Regions from separate parts of the Pan troglodytes genome. Here region 2 is linked to region 1. A link is a contact called in public HiChIP or PLAC-seq data. All regions are on one chromosome and are shown on one strand. The core of a region is the stretch at or near the end of the contact, and the rest is flanking DNA. Distances in the headings are between cores, read along the strand shown.

Region 1 (4,419 bases), core at 807-3,306:
CCATTTGGTAAGCAAGGGAAATAAAAGGAGAACAAATGCAAATCAATTCACTTTGCTATTTGATAAATAGCACAAAGGTTTTCTACAAAGGGGCATTGAAATTATTGGCTAAAATAAGATTTTAGGATTACCTGTGAATATAAATTATCTTTGAAACATTAAGTCCCCAGTTATCATATATAATTGAGAGTTACTTGTTTATTACAGAAGTTTCATGACAAGAACTCCACATTTTTCCAAAAGTACCTCCAAATATGATTACTCTTCAAATTTGTATGGATAGCAATGACGAGTTCAATTTTTTTAATACTCATTCTGTTTTTTGAAAATTGAAATTCCCGTTTTAGGTTCTGAAAAGTACAAAAAAGCAACGCAGTTCTAACTGGGCAACTTCTGATAAGTTAACCTATGCCGTGAAACTGAAAATAAATACAAGTAAAAGTGCTTATTAAGTATTTAAAGGAAAAATATGGGCTTTTAGAAAGAAAACAATCACAAGGACACTTCTCCTGCTACCCAGAGCAAAAAGTCCACACGGTGTCTCAGTATTGGTTTGCTTCCATGATACAATTCATAGCATTTTGTTGTTGTTAGTAAACCATTGGTCAATTTTCCAGAGCATGGATGCAGCAATGATGTCTTACCCATTTATTAATAATTTATCCATCCACATTACCATTCCCAACATTTCCATCTCCAGTCATTCTTTAAAACGTACTTACGTGCCACACAAGACATTAAGTTATGCTTATTTTCTTCCCCCTGGGTACTATTCCCACTACCCCCAGTAAACAGCCACCCCTTGGCCAAAAGTTGGCAAATAAAGTGGGGAAATTCAAGTTGGCAAATAAAGTGGGGAAATTCAAGACCTCAAGATGCCCTAAAGGTTAGCTTGAAAAGGGTAAAATAAAACACAGAACGTGTTTTATTTATTAAAGACTCACAGACTGTGTGAGTCTTTAATAGACTCACACAGTCTTATAGACATGAAAATGTACGTTTTATCAAGTTTGCATCCACCTCTGCAGTTAGGTAGATTACAAGTGAAAGTTTCCACGGTTCCTTCATCCACTACTTCATGGCTCATTCATAACAATGACACTGTGATCTCACTCCATACCTCTGCTTGTCGATAATCCTGAAGTTTGGCAAACTCATCTGCAAAGTTCATCAGGCCCAGCTTTAAATGCGGGGTCTCTGTAGCAGCATACGCGTTAATTTCATTCACCAGGAGGTCTGCTTTGTCTCTCAGCCTGGCAGTTTTCCGCACATAGGCAGCGAAGATTTGGCACAGTTCTCCAAAATGCTTCTCCACATTTGAGACAGCTGTTTGCAGTTGTTTCGTTTGAGCGTTCCTAGGGAAAAGGTGACACAAAAGGCAAAACATTCTCGTTAGAGATGAGAAGGCTTCACGTTAATTTAACATGCAAACATTCCCCGGGCATTCTGCAGCTTTGAAGGCGTAAACCCACCGACCCAGCGTCTCCCGGCGCGGACTGCTCTCCATGGGGTCCTGACCTCACTATCCGGACAGTGTAGGCACAGGAAAAGGCCCAGGCCGGGTGGGCCTGGCCTTAACTGGGGAGGTGGCTGCTCCGGCTGCTCCGCGCAGCGCGGCTTGGGCGCCCGGCTGCCTCCTAGGCTTCCGCACTGCCCGCGGCAGTGTGGGGACCCGAGACCCGGTGGCGTAGGTGGGTGGCAGCCGGCCGGGCCCCGGGCTCCTCTTCGCCGCCGGCGGTGGCTGCAGCCCAGGGAATTAGGCCCCAGGTCACAGCGGGGACCGTGCAGCCTCCCACTCAGGGTCGGAATTCGGCGCAGAGGCCCCACGGACAGAGGCTTCCACTTCCCTCACCCCAGCCCTCCAGTGTGGGCGGCCCTGGGCAGCTGGGCTCGGGCTGTTACCGGTTTTCCAGGGTGCGCCTCATCATGCTGCCTCGCGCACGGCCGGGGACCTTGCGGGGGCCCAAGGACGGGGATTCCAAGGCGCCTGGGCGCGCGCTGGGGCGCAAGCAGCCGCCGGCAGCCTGAAAGCCCGCCCCTCGCGCCGCCGCGCCAGGCCGGGCGTTTCTATGGAAACGGGGCGCGCGCCCCCGCGGTCAATGCCCGAGGCTGCCTGAGCGCGGCTGGGGCTCGGAAAGCGCCAAGCAGGCAGGGACGGAGAGGGGTGATGGCGCGCCCACCCCTGCAGAGCCGCCTGCGCGGTTGTCCCGCGCGTCCCTGCCGGCGAAGGCTGTGAGAAGCACCGCGGGGCTACGGCGCCTCCATCCTCTCTAACAGCCGCGCTTACCAGACAGCCAGCCTCCAGCGCTGCTAGGCTACTCCGAGCAGGGGAGAAAAGACGCCGGTCCGCCGGGGACCAGGAGGGAGACGTGAAACCAGAGGCCCGGGGGCCCCCTCTCCGCCTGTGCGACTTGTAGTCTCGTACCAGACGCGTCCGCTTCGCTGCTGAATCTGAAAACGTGGGCTCTTGAGAGCTGCCCTTGGAAGGAGCTGTGCTTTCTGCCTCATCTTTAACTTTTCGTTTATTCAGCAAATATGTATCAAGTTCCGACTTCGTGGAAGAGATTGTGTTAGACACTGGGAATAATAGAAACATAATTAAGAAGCAGGGGTCCCGGACCTGAAGGGCCTGAGCGTCGGGTAAGGAGGCAACGCTTACACCGAACCTGTGCTGAGATAAATAACGAATAGTTCTGGCTCTTAGAGTTGGCCTGGGGGAACAAAAATTCAAAAAGAATAAAACCCCAAACAAACAGGAGGCTCTCCTTTGTCCTTTGAATGCCTCTGTCCCTTTGACCCTCCTGGCCTTAGCGTGTGCTGCTTTTCCCAGTAAATACTGCAAGGACTCCATTCAGACTTTGTTTATTTATATATATATTTTAGATGGAGTCTCGCTCTGTTGCCCAGGCTGGAGTGTAGTGGCACAATCTCGGCTCACTGCAACCTCCGCCTCCTGGGTTCAAGCGATTCTCCTGCCTCAGCCTCTCAAATAGCTGGGATTACAGGCGTGCACCACTATGCTGGCCTGATTTTTTGTATTTTTAGTAGAGACGGGGTTTCGCCATGTTGGCCAGGCTGGTCTTGAACTCTTGGCCTCAAGTGATCCGTCCCCCTTCAGCCTCCCAAAGTGCTGGGATTACAGGCGTGAGCCACCGGGCCCGGCCTCAATTCAGACTTTATCTGCTTCAAGAAATCTCTCTGGGATCCTCCCGCACTTCACTTTTTCAGGCAGCGTTAGGGCCTTGCCCTAACGCTTTGGGACGGGGTCCTAATACTGTCTGAAGGAGCGAAGTGTTGGAATGCTCAAACAGTACACTTTGTTGATTTTGTACTGCCTCCTGTACCCTAGACTTTGAACCCTTTGAGACAGAGGAAATGTGATTTTGGTCTTGTATTCCTCGCTGCCGTGTGCTGCTGATTAAAAGTTTTTATTTTGTACAAATAGATGTCCTCAGTCCTTTGTTTTGAACTTCCCCTATTCGCTTGTGTTACAATGTGTACCTCTCTTTGCTCCTTGCATTCGCTCAGCATGTTATTGGTTGGATGCCTGGTGTGTTCCAGGTATTATGCTTGGCTTTGAGGTTGGCACAGTAACCTAAGGTCAGAATAGTCTGTGCTTTTAGAGAGCTCACAGTCATGTGGCAGTGATAGAAGCTAATCAAACAAAGATGTGTAAAATTGCCACTGAGGTATGTGCTACTGTATCCACTTTTGCAGTGTAACAAATCACCACAAAACTTAGTGACGTTTTACAATCGTTTGGCTAGCTTGGGATTCTGAGTGAGCTGGGTGGTTCTTTTACCTTGCTTCTGCTCAGTTGGGCTCTTACTCACCTTTCTGGTCAGCTGGCGGCTGGATGATCTAAGGGGCCTCACTTCTGTGTCATGGCATTGGCAGGTCGTCAGCAGTGGCCACGTGTTTCTTATTGTCTAGCACCTCAGCCAGGCTTCTTTCCATGGTTTCAGAGTTCCAAAACAGTAGAGCAGGACAAGTCAACTGCACAAGTGCCTTTCAAGTCTCTGCCTACGTTATGTTTGCTGATACACTATTGGCGGATGCAAGCCATGTGGCCTAGACTAGAGGGATCAGAGTGAGAGGGCAGTGGAAATGTTACGGACGGTGTGGTTGGTAGAGGAATTGGTGGCTACTTTTCCAGTCTACTATTAGGGGAAACTACATGGCAGCAATTGAGTGTATAATTAATATAGAGGTTTGGTTTGAACTCGTCAGGGAAGGACTTCATTGAGAAAGTGACATTTGAGCTGAGATCCAAAGAATAGGAAGGAGTCAACTAGGTGAAGAGGGAGTGAAAAACAGTCCCGAGAGAAGGACAGTATTAGCAGTTTGCCCCCTTGCCTCCCCCAGCCTCATTCCCATCTCTACCCAGAATTTCATATCTCAGAAAATGATGCTATTGCC
Region 2 (4,438 bases), core at 264-2,763, 220 kb before region 1:
TGTCGGAACCCCAGTTTATGTAATCCGATTGCATTAAACACTCTACATAAAGACCATCCGCGATTTTTCAACATTTTTCTGGAAATGCCTAGCCATTTCACAGCTCCTGCTATCTTTTTACATAAATGAAGAAAGATACGAAGCACCACATGCCAGTATTTTTTTGATTAGTTTCCTTTGTCGCTACCTGAAAAACTGCACTCACAAAGACATCAAAGCTATCTCAATCCAAGACGCCTTTGTCCCTTTTTCCAATCTATCTCATCCCTTAATACCATGCTGATCCATCTAAAACCATCCATACACAAAAATCTGTCACCATCCTTCCTGGGTACCCAACGCAGGTAGTTAAGTGAATACCTACCAATTCGTCTGGGCCCGGGACACACACACATTCTCCTGTCATCACAACACGGAGCCGACAACATCCACAACCCGCGCGGGCAGCAGCAGCGACAGCAGCACCGGCCCATTGAAAGCAAGGCAGAGATGCTCATTAGAGGAGGCGGCGGCGGGGAGGCGGGAGCGGAGGAGGGGCGAGGTCTCGCTCCAGCCCGGTGAATGGGCTGGGAGGTGGGGGGAAGAGGATGGAGGAGGGATAAAGGGGTGGAGAGAACAAGGAAGCCAACCAAACCAACCCACCCCGCCGGGGAGGCAGAGCCACAGCCCAAGGCAGCGGGGCCCAGGCGCGAGCAGGGGTGCGCCCCGAGGGCCAGCCCCTCCATCCAGCCGGGGCGCGAAGCCCATGGACTGCAGCCCCGCCCGCTGCCCGCCCCGCCCTGCCCGGCCCGGCCCCGCCCCACGGGTGCCCGTTTCAGTCCAGACGAACAGGGGCCGGCCGGTGTCAGGCTGCCAGCTGGGCCAGCCCTGACCCGGGGTGCGTCAGGGAGACCCTCAGGCAGTGCCGCAGCCCTACAGCCTCCCTGGAGCTCACTCTGCCGCCGGCCCCGCGGCGCCCTTCGTGTTGACAGCTGGAGCGCAGGGGCCGAAAGACGCTAGGGCTGCACGGCGCCCCCGCCCCCGCCCCCAGCCCCCCGACGGCCCCCAGCGCCGCCACGCCCGCCCCACAGCCCCGACGCCCGGCGCGCACCTGGCGCTCCAGGGCTCGTCCCGCCCTCCGCACGCCCGCGGCCGCCGATCCGCGAGCACGCCCGGCGCCCCCTCACAACTTTGGACGGGTGGAGGATCCCGGACGGGGCGGCTCGTGGCAGGGAGTAGGGCATACGAACCGGGCACGGCAGGAGACCAAACGATTCTTCCCGACGAGGCGGGGGCGACAACGACGCCACCGCTCGGCGCTCTTTCCACGCAGCCCCGTGCAGCTCCCGGAGCGCGAGCCCTCACCCCCGGCCTGCCCACTCTGCTCCCCTACCGTGCGGGGCCGCCACCCTGCCCCGCCCCGCCCGCACGTTCGGGCCGGAGTGCTTCCCGCCTGCCGATTGGCTGCGCAGTGACGAGTGGGAGGGGAGGCGGAGAGGGCTGCGGCCGGGGGTGGGGCGGGGGCGGAAGAGGAGCGCGCTCCCCGCCAGCTTTGTGACGTCACGGGGGTCAGACAATCCCTTCCATTCGGCGCGAGCCGCCCATTGGTTCCCCGGGCCCGCCTCACGTGACCGCCCCCCGCGGCCCCCCCCCCCCCCCACCAGCGAGTGGAAGGTGTGGCTGCGCGGCGCTAGGGAGCGGTGGTCCGTGGAGCTCGGCGGCGTTGGCTGAGCCGGCTGCGGGGTCGGGAGAGGGGGGGCGCCTGGGCCGGCTCCAATGCCTTCGCGTGCGTGGGGCCCGAGGAACGGGCTGCTCCCCTGCCGTGCAGGCTTCCTCGAATCTCTGGCACCTCTGCGGGGATGCGGTGGTGTGGGTGGCCGGCCCAGCGGCCAAGCCTCCCCTGCGCCTCGCGGTTGGGTGCGGGCTTCCCAGGGTAGGCTGCGGGAGCGGCTCCCAGCCTCACGGGAACCTCAACTCCCTGCGGCTCACCCCAGCCTGCGGTACAAGGCGTAGCAAAGAACCTCGAGAGTAGCTGTTGCTTCGTTCGTTTGATACGTTGCAGATTTTAGGAGCATTAACGCCCATCATGTTTTCTATCGCCCCAGGGAGAGGAAGAGGGTGTAGACAGCAGCAAGAGGGAGTTGTGATGAGGGAATTCTCTCTGTAGCGTAGATGTGTGCTCACGTTCTCTGAGGAGTTTTGAAATCAGTATTGTTTCCGTTGCCCTGAATGGTTACAAGGAGAGAACACTGGACTTGGAGTCAGAAAACTTTCATCCAAGTCATTCCCTGCTCTAAGTCCCATTTCTGTTCCATGAGATTGTTTCCACCTCAGATGAGATTAGACTTAAGGTGGCATTGGTATTGGCTGTGGTAAAACGAGATATCTTCGAGGGCTCTTCAGTGACTTACACCCATACATCCCTTTTATGGGATAGTGGCTTCTGAAAGCTTCCTTGGCAATGGCAGATAGAGCATTGCACTTATCTTCCCTAGTGTTCACCAATAAGTTGACTTTGATTTATTACACATAACTTCTTACTAGCCAGTCAGGTTCACAAAATGATGTGGAGTGAATTTCTTTTTATGTAATAAAAAACGTTATATACCCAAACTGGTCCTTTATAACTCCTGGATCTTTCAAGTTGCTGTATTCTCTGTTCTCTAAATAAACTAGAGGAGACTCTTTTTGCCCATCCCCAGGTTGCCCATGGAACTTTTGTGGCTAGTCTGTCTGGCCTTCATCCGAGTTTTTACAGGTCCATCTGCCTCCCTTCATCCTCTCCTTTTTGCTTCTCAAATGGGCTTCCCATAAATTGCAAATATTCTCCACTACTCTTCCTGTCATTTAATTTAAGTATCTGGTTTCTTCTTCATAGATGCATAGGATGGTGTAGCCTAGTGATTAAGAGTGCAGCTGGAGCCAAGCTGGCTGGGTTCCATTCCCAGCTCTGCAGCTTTCTGTGTGGTCATGGGCAACTCTGCATGCCTCATTCTCTCACATGTAAGATAAAAATGTAAAAAGTAATAGCAGGGCTGTATTAAGAGAGTTGACATATATAGCTTGCTAAGAAAGTACATAGCATGTAGTGTTATATAAGTGTTAGCTATTCTTGATATTATCGACATGTCCAGGTCAGTGTTTTAGATTAAGAACTCCTAGCAAGTAGGAGACCCAGGCCCCCAAGTGCATTATATTCTATAGTTAGGTACTAATAAGTTATTAATAGAATGGAGAATCTTTGAACCTTAGAATATCAGTTTAAATTCATTTATATGGAGGATCTCTGCCTCTTAACCCTTACTTTGTGGACATAGAGACCACTTAACTGAAGCTGTGAGTAAAATTTTAAGAGTTTCTGCTTTATGACCCAGAAATGAAGTACATACTAGACTTCTCTGTTGTCTTATCAACTTTTTCCTGGCCAGGCTTGGTGGGCTCCTGCCTGTAATCCCAGCACTTTGGGAGGCCGGGGCGGAAGAATTGCTTGAGCCCAGAGACCAGCCTGAGCAACATAGACCTCATCTCTACAAAGAATCTAAAAAGCAATTAGCTGGGTGTGGTGGCACGTGCCTATAGTCTCTGCTACTCAGGAGGCTTGCTTGATCCCAGGAAGCTGAGGCTGCTGTAAGCAGTGATGCATCACTGCACTCCAGCCTAGGCGAGTAAGCAAGTTCCCGTCTCAAAAAAAACAAAAAGCTTTTTTTTTAATGGTTGTGAAATGGAGTAGTAAGAATCCAACATCCAGGCCAGGTGCGGTGGCTCACACCTGTAATCCCAGCACTTTGGGAGGCCAAGACAGGTGGATTGCTTGAGGACAGGAGTTTGAGACCAGCCTGGCCAACATGGTGAAACCCTATCTCTACTAAAAATACAAAAAATTAGCCGGGTATGGTGGTGGGCATCTGTAATCCCAGCTACTTGGGAGGCTGAGGCAGGAGAATTGCTTGAATCTGGGAGGTGGAGGTTGCAGTGAGCTGAGATTGCAGCACTGCACTCCAGCCTGGGCAACAGAGTGAGACTCTGTCTCCAAAAAAAAAAAAACAGAGTCCAACATCCATATCAAATGACCTCTTCAAAGCTGTTACCTTAGTAGCAACCCTTATTCCACACTGACATTGCCATTATTCAGAGCACTTTTAAAACTCCCTTTTCAAATTGTTTTCAGATCTGCACAGGAAACTCCAACTTGTTTTACTATAACCAACACTTTGGTTTTATACCAGAATAGTATTGATTCCCATCTTATTCTTCTTAGTTCTGAATGACCTGGATATTTCTAAAAATAACACCCACTCTCAAAAAAACTGGTATTTGCCACCACTAAATATAGTCAGAAGAATTTTGACATAAGTATTGAATGCCAAGGTGTTTTTGAAATCAGAATAAAGCCTTCCTAAAGTGATGGCTTTGAAATAATCTCATTTACAGGTATAAGTTTTGTCCTCTGGTTGTAAAG

What was found. HiChIP or PLAC-seq counts read pairs in DNA pulled down with a chosen protein or histone mark.
Region 2: a contact with region 1 is called in an H3K4me3 HiChIP or PLAC-seq map of stem cell-derived excitatory neurons, with 2.0 times the contacts expected there. The contact joins the promoter of PDP1 here to the promoter of CIBAR1 in region 1. A contact is called at or near these places in 1 of 7 Hi-C or Micro-C datasets (stem cell-derived neural progenitor cells) and 1 of 1 datasets of contacts at active chromatin or transcription factors (stem cell-derived excitatory neurons).

What each region holds. Positions count from the first base shown.
Region 1 is chr7:103,906,150-103,910,568 of NHGRI_mPanTro3-v2.0_pri, reverse strand. It overlaps CIBAR1 (CBY1 interacting BAR domain containing 1), which reads right to left and starts at 2,056. Exons shown (of 9, transcript XM_054656887.2): 1 at 1,903-2,056; 2 at 1,121-1,355. The coding sequence starts at 1,928. LOC134810894 (a long non-coding RNA gene) reads left to right here and starts at 2,557. Exons shown (of 4, transcript XR_010159632.1): 1 at 2,557-2,640.
Region 2 is chr7:104,122,023-104,126,460 of NHGRI_mPanTro3-v2.0_pri, reverse strand. It overlaps PDP1 (pyruvate dehydrogenase phosphatase catalytic subunit 1), which reads right to left and starts at 1,513. Exons shown (of 3, transcript XM_016959684.3): 1 at 1,230-1,513.